Linked DNA regions of Anas platyrhynchos: region 2 is linked to region 1. A link is a contact called in public Hi-C data. All regions are on one chromosome and are shown on one strand. Each heading gives the region's core, a stretch centred on a gene start, on an enhancer-like site or on the middle of the called end of the contact. The rest is flanking DNA. Distances are from core to core; before and after follow the strand shown. Region 1 overlaps MBOAT2 (membrane bound glycerophospholipid O-acyltransferase 2). Region 2 has its middle 34 kb from the start of ASAP2.

Region 1 (7,566 bases), core at 2,332-4,831:
CCAACTAAAATGATCAAGCTATGAGGAGTCATATCATATGCTCACAGTCATGTTAAAAGGAAGTTCTTCAGCTAGAATCTGGACTCAAATTGCCCCAAAATTCAGTTTTGCTATAACCACCACAGTAAACTATGCTATTTTTAGGAAACCAGCATTTCTAAGTTTCTGTTATAAAATGCACAAAGCACTAATGCATGACGTTCACTGCTTTGAGTAGTTGCTATCATCCATATTGGATGATATCCAAGGGTGGATAGCACGGGCTGTGCAAATTCCTACAGGAACACACTAACCAAGCACCTCCAGATGAGATGGTAACTGCTGACTTCAGAGACTGCATGTATTTCATGCAGATCATCAGAGAGGATTAGAAAACCCAGCCAGTTAGACAAACCAGCTGGATAATTCAGGAGGCAACCACCTATCAACAGCTAAAGCTGGGGTTTTGTTATTTTTTTCTACTTGTTTTCTAATAATCTTCTTTTCAATACTTTATTACAAGAGTTCAAAGTAGAGGGCATTAGCTTTCTAAACATGTTCCTTTGTTTTTCTAGCAGCTATTAATCCATCTCCTTCTTTGCAAGAGCAAAGAGAAAGTTCAGCTGGCCAAACTTCTTGTCTTCAGTTCATATAGAAACAAATGCTACTCAGTTATTACTAACACTAATCGATCTTTAATTTTGGTAGGCAATATCTAATACATAAAAAGCTGGCTATTTGTAAATACAAAAAGTATTGATCCTAAACAACGAAGACAAGTTGCAAAGACTTAATTCAATAAAATTTTCAATGAAATTCATCTTAAGAAAGAACAATGAGCTCACACAGCTGTACTTTTACAAAATAAACTCTGCAGTTTTCAGTCTGTAGTTGCAGAGCTCTATGTACTGTAGGAGGAAGGTGTTTTTATTTAAATGATGTATTTCTACTCTTTTTTTTAGCACCAACATTTAACTACAAGGATGAGTAATATATGTGTCTGGATAATAATATCTAGACACAACATGACATATTATTTAATTTTGTTGTTGTTGTTGTTTTTTTAAGTCCCAGAACCCCAATCACACATGCTGACACCACTCAAAGGGATCGGTATAGTTGTATTAAAGTCCTTAGCAAACAAGGATGGAGACAAGCTCCTGACCCTACAAAGCCTGGGAGCTGCAGTTTCAGGACTGGTTTAAGCAGAGTTTCTGAAGAGCAATCCAAGCACAGGCTGCAAGGCAAAGAAGCAGTCCTTTCTTTTTTCCTCACCTTGACTGCAAGTTTTTCCTTCAAATGGAGTGAAATACCAATACCAGGTTTTGACTTTTTTTTTTTTTGATGAGCTAGCTTTAGCTGGGATCAAGTGATGTGAATCAGATCACCAAGCACATTAGCATTTATATGATAAGCAAATGACTTGGAAGCCCCAAGTTAATACTTGGGTTGGCCTCGATGGATTATAAAGTCACAGCCTGAGACTTGTTTAGCATACTCAAGTTGTGAATAAATTTACACAGAAACAGAAGGCCTCACCTGACACCAGAGTAATCTATTGTTCAATTGCCCATATAAATGCATTTGGTAAAGCATCGATTCACGTCATTTTACTTAATCAACTAGGCTATTGCTATAAACCTCTTTGCCAAGGCATAAATGGGTAATAACTGGCTTTCATGTTCCTGGGAGGATTGGTCAGTTTTTACAGGGATGAAGCAACTAATTTAAAAAAGTTTGAAGTTCATTTCACTCACTCTTCAAAGTTTTCAGTGCATCAAGTTGAAAAGTAAAATGTGTTTATTGTGGAATAACTCAAAAACTGCACTCCAAAACAATTGTTCCATTAATGACTTAAGAGAACATCAGCAGCAGGATATCTTTCACCTCATGTGAAGTAGAATATACAATTATTTTAAAACAAAAAGGTAGAAGGGCCTGACTCATTCAGTTTTGATGAATAAAAATTGATCATACCTGTATAAAAATATCAAATATGGTTAACACTGGGAAGGGAAAAAGATATTTAAGGTAGAAAACAGTGCCAGGAGAAAAAGAAATGTGCATAAATCAGATGGCAACGCAAGCAGGTTGAAAGCTGGATTCCTAATCAGTGAAAGGAGTTCGGGAACAGCTTTCTAATTGAGGCCATAAACACTCACTGAGCTCCAGATTATATAAATATATTGCTGTATGAACAATGTAATGTATATAAAATACATATAAAAAGTAGAAAAGGATCTTCTAAGTTTATGTGAATATTTTTTTTTGTTGTTCTTGGCTGATAAACAATAAGGAGCTCAATATCATATTGAAGTATGTTAAAGCATATCGTTTTGTGGAGGATAGCACCTCAATTAAAAATTACAGGTAATTAAGCAAGAACTTTGTAACTTGTAGGAAGAGTCTGCATAATATGCAAGAAAGCAGATATCTGCTGACAGGCATCTTGAATTTTAAGGGTAGCCATAATAAAAAGAAACTTACAAAGACAGATATTAATTTCTGAGAGTTGACACCACTTTGAGCACCAACAACTGATAGCTTGCAAAAAGGCACAATAGGAGGGATATAAGAAATGAGTTTTAATATGTTGACTTGATTCATTTAACATGCAATGAGCACAGCAAATCTACTAAACCAAGTTAATATCATGCAGTCAGCACACAGTATAGAGGAGGAGGCTGGCATGAACTACTTTTGTTATCTAAATGATAATTAACAAGAAATGAAACTTATTATACTCAACTCAGCTGAAGGATTTTTTTTTTTCCATTTACTACATTAACATTTTCTGATCCCCTTTATATTTCATTTTCTGAGTTACCTAACAATTTATTCTTCTTGAAATAATTAAGTAACAAGGAACACATTTAAAATATTAACATGAAGTTAATGGGCTGTAAGCATTCGTCTAGAACAAAACAATGAGTACTTTAATTGATGCAGCAAATGCAGTAAACAAATTATATCATCCATATTTCTCCAAAAGCACACAATACTCGCTGGTGTTATAAAATGCAGCCAGATTTCTCTAACACCAGTCGGGAGATGAAGTATCAACGCATAGACAGCTTCTCTTTATGTTTATGTCAAAGGCTAATGCAGCATGAATCGCAAAAAATGTCAAGCACTTGAAGAGCAATACATTTTAAAGAAAATTGCTTACCTGAAAGAAGAACATGTTACAGGTTTATGCTTTTATTTTTATTGACTTTGTTCAAATCACTAGCAAGATTATGTGGTAAAAAGCTATGAAGACCTACCAAGCACTCGGTAGACGAATGTCCAGAAGTAGTGATATTGACAGGTTTGGTTAGTTCCATTGTTTTGCAATAAATTTACTACACAATATTTTTCTCCAGAAATATGATTTTAGTACATAAGATGGGATGCATCTGTCTATTGAGCCAAGAGGATGTTTAAAAACACGTGTGCAACTTTGCCGACACAACATATCAATGCAGTCTACGGACAGACTGTGAGGTGCCCATCTAGGCAGAGAAGTCTCGTTTGTCCTCCTCCCTTCTTGACTACTTGCTCAACAGCACGTTTTTATGACCTTAGGTACTCTGTCAACATGTGGAACAGCTTCAAATATTATCATCTTCTAACCACTAGTTTACATTCCTGTGGTGCGAGTTACTACAACCACACGAGGCTCATAGAAGAGAATGTGGAAAAATCATCACCCACATTCACGGGATGGAAGTGGATAGAGATCCACTTAGTTCTTTGGATTAAAATGGAAAAGTAACAACCTTTGGGAGCTTTTGATTTTAACTCTGATCAACTGGACTTTCTTCTGTACAAATGTGTTCTCTTTTCCAACAAAAGAACAAAGAGAAAATAAAGAGACTGTATGGATGACTAGCCATCCTGTTACTTTTTTTTTTTTTTAATCTGAAAGTGTAGTAAAAGATGGACTATCCATTACAGTATACAGTTTTAGACAAGTTTGTAAACTCTCCATAGCATTATTGCTAGTCCATCTTTTACTACACCTTCAGATAAAAGAAAAAAAATATATCCATCCTTAGTACCTCTCTAGACATGTAAAACCAAAAAAGAACTATTTTCATGAGTACTTTTCAATTTAATGCATATGAATGTTTTCTACTTGCTGCATGCAGACATGAAAAACAGCAGAATTCAAGAATTTTCATGGAACTTTGCTGGAACTGTTAAGATGTGCAGTTCGTCCTTACCAGGACACTTTTGTACACGGTATATGCTTTGAAGAAAAGATGCATTAACTGCTTCATCAAAAGATGGCTTTTTACCATATAAGCTTGGTAGGAAGCACCAATTTCATTTACTTTTTTCCACAAGATCCAGGCTGGAAACCATGGAGAAAACCTGCCTTAAAGAATAAGTATCTAACTTCTGGAACAGAGAACTGTACTGTTGCTGAATGAACTCCAGATACAGCTCGGAAGTTATGCCTGTAAATGAACAGTGCAAATCAAGCTTTTCATGCAATGATTACATCAGCATCGGCACTGCAAGAGTCATACATCTTACATTTGGAGAAGGATCCGTTTGTTCATATTTTGTATCTTCCTTCCCATTTGCTTCAGACTGTTGCAGTTGGTATGATCTGCCTTCAATGAAATTAATATAGTCTTTGTAAGAGCATAACGGGCCTGCCAGGATACCCATGAAATTACAGTTGTAACTTAAATACTCCAGTAGACTTGGCATGCGTCTGCAATTCAAAGACAAGCAGCTCGTGAGATGGCATGTGTGTTTCCACAGAATTTCCACAGTAGGAGAAGTCATACTGCACGTCATTGTTCACTTTAAATGCAACAAGAACCAAACGCAGAAAAGCACTTCATGTGTATTTTGCAATCACAACTTAAATCATTCTAAACACAGCACTGCTTTCCAATCTCTACTGAGCATTTTCAGACTGATGTCTTTAACTCTGGTGACTTTCTCCTTGCCCTGAGGAGGCATTTGACTAAAGCTGAGACTGGGGAAGGAGAAGGAAGGTGTTTCCCCAAGTGTTCAATTGTTTCTGTTTTCTTTTTTCCCCTCAGTAACTGAATCAGTAAACAAAGGTGTGTGTTAACTGGCAATAAATTAAGTTAAGCAAAATTTCTCAAGTCAAGACTTTTGCCCAGGACAACATATTATTTTCAAGTCTCCTGAAAAAAGAAAGGAAAAAATGTAAGTTAAATGCTGAAAAACAGAAATTAGACAAATATGTTCCTTCACCAACTACTTTATGTGTGTACTAAGTGTTAACTAGTCTCCTATCTGATCCAGCATTAATTTGCATATAATGCATAGAACTTTGGTTTTATACTTAAGAAAAACATTCCATTTCAAGTGGTATTTTCCAGGAGAATAAATGCATGTAATTAAGTTATAAATATACAAAGCATGGATCTGTTTTAGATGAGTTTGTAAACTGTCCATCTTGAACATGAACTGCAGCAATTCCACAAAGTATCAATAAAGCACACAAGCCACTGGCTTCTCCCCACCCCTAAAACTAAACTCTCAGATCACTGAAAGCCTACCTTACAGCCAAGCATCTTTGTGATGGTGTCAAATCTTCATTTTTTCGAAACATTCCTAGGGAAGAGCAAAGGCAAAGGGGAAAATAAAGAAAAGGTAGAATACCACAAATTAATTAGCAGTGTCTTTAATCAGTAGAGCAAACCTTATGCTATAACATATTTTTTTTTATGTCCTCAATTTGTTTCAGACATATTATAACATGTAATAACTGCTGAAATTGGATACGACGTTTCTCACTGCTGACAAAATTACAAAATTTCATATTCTCAGCTACATCCAACAGCGCCTAAGCCTGAAACCACACAGATTTCAGGAAAGTGTTAAAAAGTCTTGTAAAAAGCTTTGAAAAATACAGTTCCCTTACATTCTTAAGTTTTCCAAATGTACAGGTTTCAAAACCTTTTACTACCAGTCAGGGACGTTGAACTCCAAACTCCATTAACCCAGCAGTAACCCAGGGACACCACGCTAGTTACACACCTTGAAGTGTACATGAACACAGTCCAAGACAGATTTATGTTACCCAAAGCATGATGCAGACCTAAAAACCACCATCATGCTGCAAGTAAAGTTTATAAACAAGGTCCAGTGAAGCAGACACGACAGTAAAGGGTGCCTGAGTCTTCTCCATGAGCCTTAACCCCTGCCAGCAGAAGGGGGCAGGCCAAGCCCAAGCAGAGCAGCAAGGCCCAAGTCACATTCCTGTCATACCCGGCCCTTTGTGAAATGCTGGTGGCCTACTCCTGAAAAACTAGTTTCTGAATTCAAGTTGCTGTAAAAGAGAAAGGTCAACAATATAACCTTCAACACTAAATAATTAAAAAATACATTAATCTGAGGGCAGGGTGCAGAACAAGCTGAGCTCCTTCCTTCCAACAGGCTTCAGCTCCTCCTGCAGGCTCGCCTCCAGCCCAGCCCTTTGTGGGGGCATCCATTCTGTGCTGTTCGCATCTGCAAGCTTCCTTTGTGGCTGCAGACACTCCAAAATTTATTTTCTAAAGCGTCACTTCCTAAGGGAAATTAAGCTTGTGGAATCCTACTTCAATTATCTTCCTCTCTAGCAGGTTCCTAAACCCAAAAGCGAATTTCCAATCAAGTGTAATGAAAGAGTAGAGGTAATATAGATACGAAATTCTAATGTGTTTTATAAAAATAGGTGATTATATAGATAATATAGAAGGAAAAGATCCTCCTCCGCTCACAGAAAGATTACCTTCAAGGCCTGCCCCTTGATGCCAGTAAATCCACAGACAGGAGTCTTTGTATTTGATGTAAGCTTATATAAGGAAAGTCTCAACTGGAGTCTTTCTCTCTCTATATATATTAAAAAACTATATATATATAATATATATATGTAGGATATCAAAATCAGTAAAGTTTGAGACAAGAAAAAGAGGGGGGAATCAGAACTTGCTTATACTATGGCTCATGGCAATACTTTTTACCTAAAGAAAAGGTACCTGTTGTCTTCATAGGACTTAAAAACTTCACTATTAGTCTTCAAAGCTCAGACAATAGAGGGGACTTAGCAAACTGGCATCTCTTACAACCTTAAAAAGTGCCTTCTTCACTCCTGATGCTCCCCATTCATTCATACTCAAGGGGAAAAAATATAAATTTTAGCACAATCCTTAATTCCACACAGGCACTTTCTCTTCCCCACAATTACAGTGTCACATCTGCTCCTTAATACTACAGCAAAAATTTCTATGCTGATAAAGTGCACTGAACAAAAACACGTAGGAGAAGCTTCTTGGAAGGTCCTTTAACTTTTAAGGCATTACAGGGCTCAGGTACTAAATCCTGGAATTTCGCACAATCTAAAAGAGAAACTCAACGCAGAGACTCACATCAGATGTGGATCACACAACACGAACCATATAGTGAAGAACCTTGCAAACCCTTGCAAAACAGCCCTGAGCAGGATCCTCCCTAGTGGTTGTATCCCCACGTGGATACCTTCTTCTCTGAGTCAGAAGGAGGAAGCAGTGACCACGTGTGTCCAAATTAACTTGCCCAAAGCCAGACTAATCACTAAAGCAAGGTAATTAGCCA
Region 2 (7,566 bases), core at 2,498-4,997, 120 kb after region 1:
GTCACCACTCTCTCCTTATCTGCTGCCTCTGCCAGTTCCCAGCATTAAACGAGGCCATGCCACGCTGTCGTTGGGATTAGACCTAATGCACTGAGGTCTGCCTGCCCTGGTTATTTTTATCAACTTAGTCAGATTTCCAGTCTGGGCAGCCGAGCCCCAGAAATGCTGGGTGGTTTTTCTGCTTCCCAGGTTTCATGAGCAGCAACTCCACGTCGATGCAGACCCTGGCTGCTGGCTCTCTCTCACGTTAGTTTGTGTGCTGCAGAGCACATGGAGGAGATGCAAAGCCCAGCAGCGCAGGAGCAGATCTGTGAGGGTTATTTCCATACCACTGCCATGCCTGTCCAGGGCCTGGAAGAACCAGGGGATACAAGGAAGGGGAACTGCCTGCCCCTGGTGGGATTCAGCTAACGCTCTGCAGCTATCGACTGGAAAAATTTGCTCCTCCCATTTCCTAACCTAGCAGTATCTTTATTAGAGGCTGGGAGATAAAATGGAGAAGCAGATACCTGGGTTTATAACTTCCTCCACCAACGTTCAGCGATGACTAGACAGAGGCATTGTACGGTCCAAGTAGCGACATCCAAAGCAGGCCAGATGCCAGAGCACAAAGAGCAGTGGCACGAACGTGAAATCCACTGTTCGGTTCCCATGGGTGAAAGAAAGCAAATGACCTCACCGCAGAGACAGAAAGCTTCTCGTGGCTATCAAAGGCCTGTGCAGGGTTATCCTCACCCACTCGCATAAGAGTTCTGGCCCAGGCCCCTTTTAGATACACGCCATCTCTTACAAGGTGTTTCAGATAGGAATACATTCCCAGTGCTGGAAAATGTTTTCCTTCACAGCCACATCAGGTTTCTCCTCAGATTTCTCCCTTTATGTCCTTTCTTAGTACTGCACAAAATTCTTCAGTTTCCTTGCTGTTTACACCTTGCCCAATGCTTATTTGCTTGTTAAACCCCTCAGTACCCCCTCTGCATTCTTTAAATTCCACACCATAAATTTTTGGTGTATTAACTCACTGCTCTGAAAGTAATACAAAACATCAGGCCTACAATGAAGAAAATAGGGATAATAACGCTGAGGAAAAAATGGAAACTAAGCAAGCTTCCAAGGCAAAAAGTTGCATAACTCTTCCACAGGATGTTATAGGCAGTAAAAATCTCTACATGTCCAGAAAACAACCAGATTCGTGGAAGGAAAGCACCTCAAATTCTATGAAAGAGCAAGTTACCACCTCTCAGCAGTTCCACTGCAAATCAATGAGAAGGATGGGAGGTGAGGTGGGGAAAAATCACTGCGAGCTTCCTGGCCGCTGCCAGGGAGAGGTTAACGAACTAGATGAACCTCTGGCCTGATTCAATGCATCAGTTCGTACGTGTGTTTGTTTTTTTTTAATTATCCATTTGGATTACTTGCCTGTTTGCTTCAATTTATCTACCGTATCAATCGGAAACTGCACCGAGAAGACAAATGACTATATTCATCATCGTGTTTCCAGGACAGAGGTCGGTGCTGCGGTACCTGGCTTGATAAAGGCACAGGCTTAAGACTTTCTCAAAGGAGTTTCAGAAAGAGCTCCTCAAGGCGCGTTCTCGTGTGGATGTGTGTAGCTGGGTGCAGGAGGCACCAGGCAGCCCAGCATTGCGGGGCCAAGCACAGCCCTTCCTGCAGCACTGCCTGGGCACTGGAAGCACCATGCATAATTCAGCTCCACCAGCCTCCGCGCTAGCAGGATGCATCGCTTACTGAAGCCCAGGGTAGTGCTCCTTATGAGCAGAACATCAGCACCCTGCAGTGCAACACTACTTACAGCCACCGAGGAGCCCCGTTCTCCCTGCATGAAGTTTGTCAGGATGAGCTCCAGGTCACTGCCTGAGGTTTCACTAACTCAAGCTTACACATTCAGGCCACTACATCTCATTTTCCTATCCACAGATTCCCCTTTCCTCCCTTTCCTCTTTTTCTGTTCCACTGAAGTGTGATGCTTGGTTTGCATCATTCATAAGAGGAAGTAATGGTGGGTAAGTGCCCCGAGCTTAGTGACTCTATTTGGGTCAGCAAGAGGTGAAACAGTTGGTGGAGGCTCATAGAAACAAACCAGAATGGGTTTCACATCTCTGTTTTCTTATATCATAGAAAACTCCATTTATCTAGTCTGAGGTGGAATTAAATATTGGATTTAACATCTTTAATTTACCTCAGTAGAGTAATTAAAAAAATCAGACTAATGAAGTTTAAAAACAAACCAAACCAAACAAACAAACAACCGGCATTTGATTGTTCCTTTAAGCTTAAATGCAGTGATTTATTGTTTAGAAATATGAAGCCCAAACACTCAATATATACCACTCTCTACTGGGAGATAAATTGTCCAAGGCAGTCAACCTTCAGCTTGATTCATTGCCACCCCTGGCACAAGCGAGGCATTGCAAATTGCAGACCTTACAGCCAGGTGTAGCCTCTGACTACATTTCTCCATAAGCAGATACAGAAATTGCAGCCCCAATAGTTTTAAAATTCTTGTAGTTTTGTAGTTTTATTCCTTTAGATAGCTTTTGCCTATTTGTCTACCAATGTAACAAATGTAGGATTCAAAGATCAATTATGTACTATTTTCATGAACATTTAATGTATTCTGCAATCATCTTACTTGGGCTAAGATAGTGACAAGCATCTGTGTTTATCCATGCAGTTCAGGCCATTTTCTTACTCTGGGAAGTCGAGAAAAACATTCCCTCCCTGTACCTAACAGCTTCAGTAAAGTGCCCCTTGCATTTGCTATACTTGAGTCCCATCTCTTCCTGAACATCAAGATCTCTGAACCAGAGAGAAAATGTAAGGCAGGGGGTATAATCACAGGGAGCAGACCCGGGCCTTTTGAGGATGCTGTGGGGTTTCCAAAAAGAATCTAAAATCTTTCTTGCAGACTAAAACATCTCCCTTTCCCTGGTGGGTGAAGTCAAAGCTCAATCTACCTGGAAGTGAAGAAATCTCCTTTTCTTAAAGAGCGTCACTATAAATGGCTCAGTTATAAATAAAAGCTGCAAAATAAATACTTTGTGCAAGAGACTATTTTTTAAGGCAGGAATATTGCATGGTGATTTAATTAAAAAATCCAGTGCTTTCTCCATCCTTTGACAAAGAAAACCAGATTCTTTCTTGCACTTTGAGGGGCACTGTTTCTCCTGGATTTAATTCTTGGATATTGTGGTGTTCACTGAGCCTCCATCCTCCAGCAAATAAAGAGAAGGATTGGAGTTCATCTTCCACCAAGCAATGAAATGTGTCAGTGAATGCTCCCGAGGACAAATGCTGCCAGCTGCAGATGTTCCCTGATGCACTTCACTCCTCTTTACTGTACTTCACTTCCCTTTCCATCCTATAAAATATTTGGGGCAGACACTCCACTCTGAACTGATTCATACCTGCTGGGAACAGTGTTCAAGAGCTCAGGAATAAAAGAACCTTCTTCATTTATTTGTTTTTACCTTATTAAACCAAAACCAGATTGTGTCAAATTATGTATTTGGTTGTATCACAATCATCTTAGCACATGTATCTGCAGTATTCAGCAACTTACAAACACATGTTCATACAAATAGCTTTATGCATGAGATATTTACAGTGGTTTGGGGGTTACTCAAGTACTGATGTCCTCGTGTGTTTGCATATGCAGGATCAGGGCACAGCTTTCTGGGTAGTCATTTGTAGACAGGGACATGATACGCTGTGTTTCACACTGTGACAGATCTTGTAGTAATACCAAAATCTTCAAGAAAGAATCCCACAAGAGTGTGACTCAGACCAGTCTTGACTGTCAGCATGAGTAAGGAATCAAATGCTCGGGGAAAAAAATAAAAAATAGGAAGCATCAAAGCAAGGAGCCACAGCTTTGTAACTGTTCTGAAGCATCTAAAGCCAAACCTAGCTGCCACCTGGCTGACATGAAGATGGTGAATGCCAATTAAAAAGGAATAATGAAGAATGTGAGATGGAGGACTACCCAAGGAATTCACATGAACCTGACTTTACCTGAAACCAGATGATCAGAGATAAGACTAGTAAAACAAAATAACTCATGCAGAACATACCTGACACGTTCAACCTTTGCAGAGATTGGAAAAGCCTTAAGCCTTGTTTTGAAGTTTGGTGTTCACACTACAAGACCATAGCTGTAATTTTCTGGAGAATATTCACATCAAATATTTTTCATGGTAAAAATATTGAAAAATAAACAATTTTTTCACAAAGTGGGAATTTCTTAAAACATTTCCTATTTTCAACCACAACTTTAGAATTACTTAATCAAACTTTGCGTTCTACTTTTTTTTTCCTGTGAATTTAGCAGGTTTTCTATGTTGTTTTGACTTGATAATTGAAAATTCTATTTCTGCATGAAGAGTCATATGCTGCCTTACAACATATGCATATGCAACATATGCATATGCTGCATTACAACAACACATAAGAGCCTCACAATCATTTATCTGCCAGATAAATGATTTTATTTTTAACCTGTTTTTAATTTAAATATTTTTAATTGATTCCGTGTAGCCATATGAAGTTCCTCATGGCTAAAGAATACTTTATTAATGTACTTGCAAAGTTACATATATATTAGACATTTTTCTACAGAAATCTCAAGAGGAATTTGGTCTGAAACTCACTAAAATCTGGTCTGTTGGTATGCAGCAACCTGTGGGGAGTGCTGGTCTTCCTCCTGTTCAGGCGTACAGCTTCTGGACATCACTTGTGCTGTGTGCCTGTAGACCACTGAGGATTTATTTCACATCCACTTTATTGCCAAGTACCTTACTCTGTTGCTTTGTTTGGGATTTCTAGGCATATGACAGCCTGGCAGAAGATAAAATTTGGAGTCCAAATACATCAGTATCCCAGTAGAGGCATCTGGTGACTAAAGATCCTGAACAAATAAACTTGTATTGAGCACCCAGTTCTGCAGTCCCTGCTCCTGTAGCCCTCTAGCACAGCAACGGTGTCTGGTGAAATAAAGAAAGCAACCTCAGGGAGATTTTATTTTTGGCATCAGTGGATGAAAGTTTTACTATTAATTCTCTTTCTTCGCCACTGATCTTACCCTTTTTTCCATTTTTCAGCAGGACGCTCCCTAATTTCCTCTCAGCAGGTTAAAGAAGTCTTTCTAAAGAAGTCTCCCTTGCCTCTAGGTGACATGTTCAGGGCCCCCAACAGTCCCAGCACCCTCCCCTCCATTTTATCAGCATCCATCCTAACTGGACAAAAACAAAAGCAAGAAAAAAAAAAATCCAGCCTGAAAACGGTATTTCAGATAGAGCCTCAGCAATACTAAATAGAGAGAGACAAGGCAGTTACCCAGCACATGAAGCCATGGCTATAAGCTTGTTAAATAACTGGATATTTTCATTTAGGAGTAAAGTGTCCTCAGAATACTTGACCAAAAATGCAGAAATTGAGGTCAGTCTGGCCCCACGCAGGCGCAGAGCCCTTTGGGGTGCATCGTAATGCCTTCAGCTGCCAGAATTTAACAAGATCTCCCTTAGTGATGGGGTATGAGCACAGAGCACCTGCCACCCAGCAGTCAGGACAAATGATTCAAGTGCTATTTTTCGGTTCCCTCACCAGCTGAGCCTGGTGGCAAGGGTGGGAACGGGAACCGCCCCAACTGGGACCAGTAGCTGCTGCAGCTCACCAGCTCCAAGGGACACAGTGACACACACGCCTTCCTGGTGACAGCTGTGAGCAACCACCAGACATTAACCCCAACTACTACAAAAACGAACAAACAAATCCCCAAAACCCATAGCTGCTCTTCAGTGACATTTGACCAGCTCTTGCAGGTCTCGAAGGGAGTTTGACTTTTGGTGTTGGCTCTTCATTTCTGGCACTGTTCTGACAGAAAGCAGGTGTGGATCACGTTATGCTGGCCCTTGATGGTGCTTGGCAGGACCATCTTTGCTGTTTTCTGCTCTCCACAGGATCTGAGGTTTTGTTCTGCTCAGCCAGGGCTTTGTCACATCTGCCACAGCTTTCCCCATGCCTGTCGCAGACGCAGCTGGACCCATGCTGCAGGTGATCCTGTCTCGGCCTCTCTTTCCTGTCTCAGGAAACTCTCCAGGCTGTGGGGTGGAAGTAAAGAGCTGAAGGAACTGAAGTTTGGAGGGTTTCGAGGGGCAGCATCTCCCTCTGGAGGCCTTCAGCAGCAACTGCCTGGCTCAGCTCCCACCAAGGCCTGGGGGAGAGGAGTTCTGGCAGAGCCCAAAGGTGCCACAAGGCAGATACCCCACACCTTGTCCTGCTTTCTGCTTCCCCCTACAGCCCCAAGGCTTCTGCCTGATGTGGCTGCAGCCTGACAGCAGCTCCAAAAGTTCCCGGACCCCCCTCAACCCCAGATGCAGCGGGTATATGTATACACAGAGCCTTTGGAAGAGCAGGGGGAAGGGGTGAGGCTGTTTCTGAAGAGGGTTCCCCCTGCCCTGTGCTCTGAACATGGGGCTGGGAGCTACCTACAAAGCAGCAGGGACCCCCCTCTTTGGGGCTGCTCAAATGTAACACCCCATCTGACCTGCTGCATGACATTTTTGTCAAGTATATTTGGCTTACAGCAAAGAAATTCTGTAAGTAGAACCAAAGATATCTAGGCAAGCAGTCCTTAAAAAATAAATACATCAAAATGTTACATTTGTAAGTTTAAGATTTCCCCCCCCCCCCTTTTTTTTTCCTGCTAACTGAAGTAACCTGTATTGAGAATTTAGCATCAACCTTTACAATAGCAAACTACATGTATCATGTTAGGTTAAATGTGTTTCACTTAGTACTTTTTGCTCTTCTTGTACTCCGTTTTTTAATTTCACATCAAAATAATTAATTTTTGTCCGGTCTTTTGAGCTTATGTCGATCTCTTATCCTTCAATACCAGTGAGCTGTATCTCATTGCCTTCTGTCACACTTTTAAGAGATCTGGTCAGACTGAAACGTAGTAAGTTGTAAAAGTTGTTTGAAAATACCATCCTGTAACGTCAGTACCTGGGAATAAATCAAAAGCTTCCATGGAATTTCAGCCAGTTTAGCTGGAATAAAATTCTGGACTAAAGAAGCCCTTTGAAATTGTACTGCTCAGTGCATTGAATGCAAAGTAATCAAAAAGCATCTTTAGTACATTTTTTTTAATGTAAGCTTAAAAAATATAAAATAAAATAAATAAAATAAAATAAAATAAAATAAAATAAAATAAAATAAAATAAAATAAAATAAAATAAAATAAAATAAAATAAAATAAAATAAAATAAAATAAAATAAAATAAAATAAAATAAATACTGACCCATGATCTGAAGGGGAGATTGGAGTGGAAGCCCATGCATAGCCATAAATAAAGCAGGAACTATCGCTTGAGTAGTAAGAGTGAGCCTCAGATATCTCAGCAATAAGGTATCGAGCCTGTTCTGCTTGCCTCGGTGAAGGCAGGCACAGCGAGGCGCTGCTGCATCAGCTCACTGCGAGGGGCAGCCAAGAAGCAGCACCTGCAGTGCACAGATGAGGGGATTATGTTGAAGGATGTACATGCT

Evidence for each region. Hi-C and Micro-C count contacts between places; a contact is called where the count stands out from the background.
Region 2: a Hi-C map of F1 follicle shows a contact between it and region 1, with 4 times the contacts expected there. The contact joins two enhancer-like sites. A contact is called at or near these places in 6 of 8 Hi-C or Micro-C datasets (F1 follicle, F5 follicle, liver and 2 more).

The regions. Positions count from the first base shown.
Region 1 is chr3:104,656,875-104,664,440 of IASCAAS_PekinDuck_T2T, forward strand. It overlaps MBOAT2 (membrane bound glycerophospholipid O-acyltransferase 2), which reads right to left. Exons shown (of 13, transcript XM_027455207.3): 6 at 5,511-5,565; 7 at 4,504-4,687. Among named protein-coding and RNA genes, the nearest start is that of KIDINS220, 28 kb to the left of the region's middle. Within about 2 kb of position 3,582, at least 4 of the 8 cell types and tissues checked have an H3K27ac peak or open chromatin away from gene starts, as enhancers often do.
Region 2 is chr3:104,776,069-104,783,634 of IASCAAS_PekinDuck_T2T, forward strand. No RefSeq gene overlaps it. Among named protein-coding and RNA genes, the nearest start is that of ASAP2, 34 kb to the right of the region's middle. Within about 2 kb of position 3,748, at least 1 of the 8 cell types and tissues checked has an H3K27ac peak or open chromatin away from gene starts, as enhancers often do.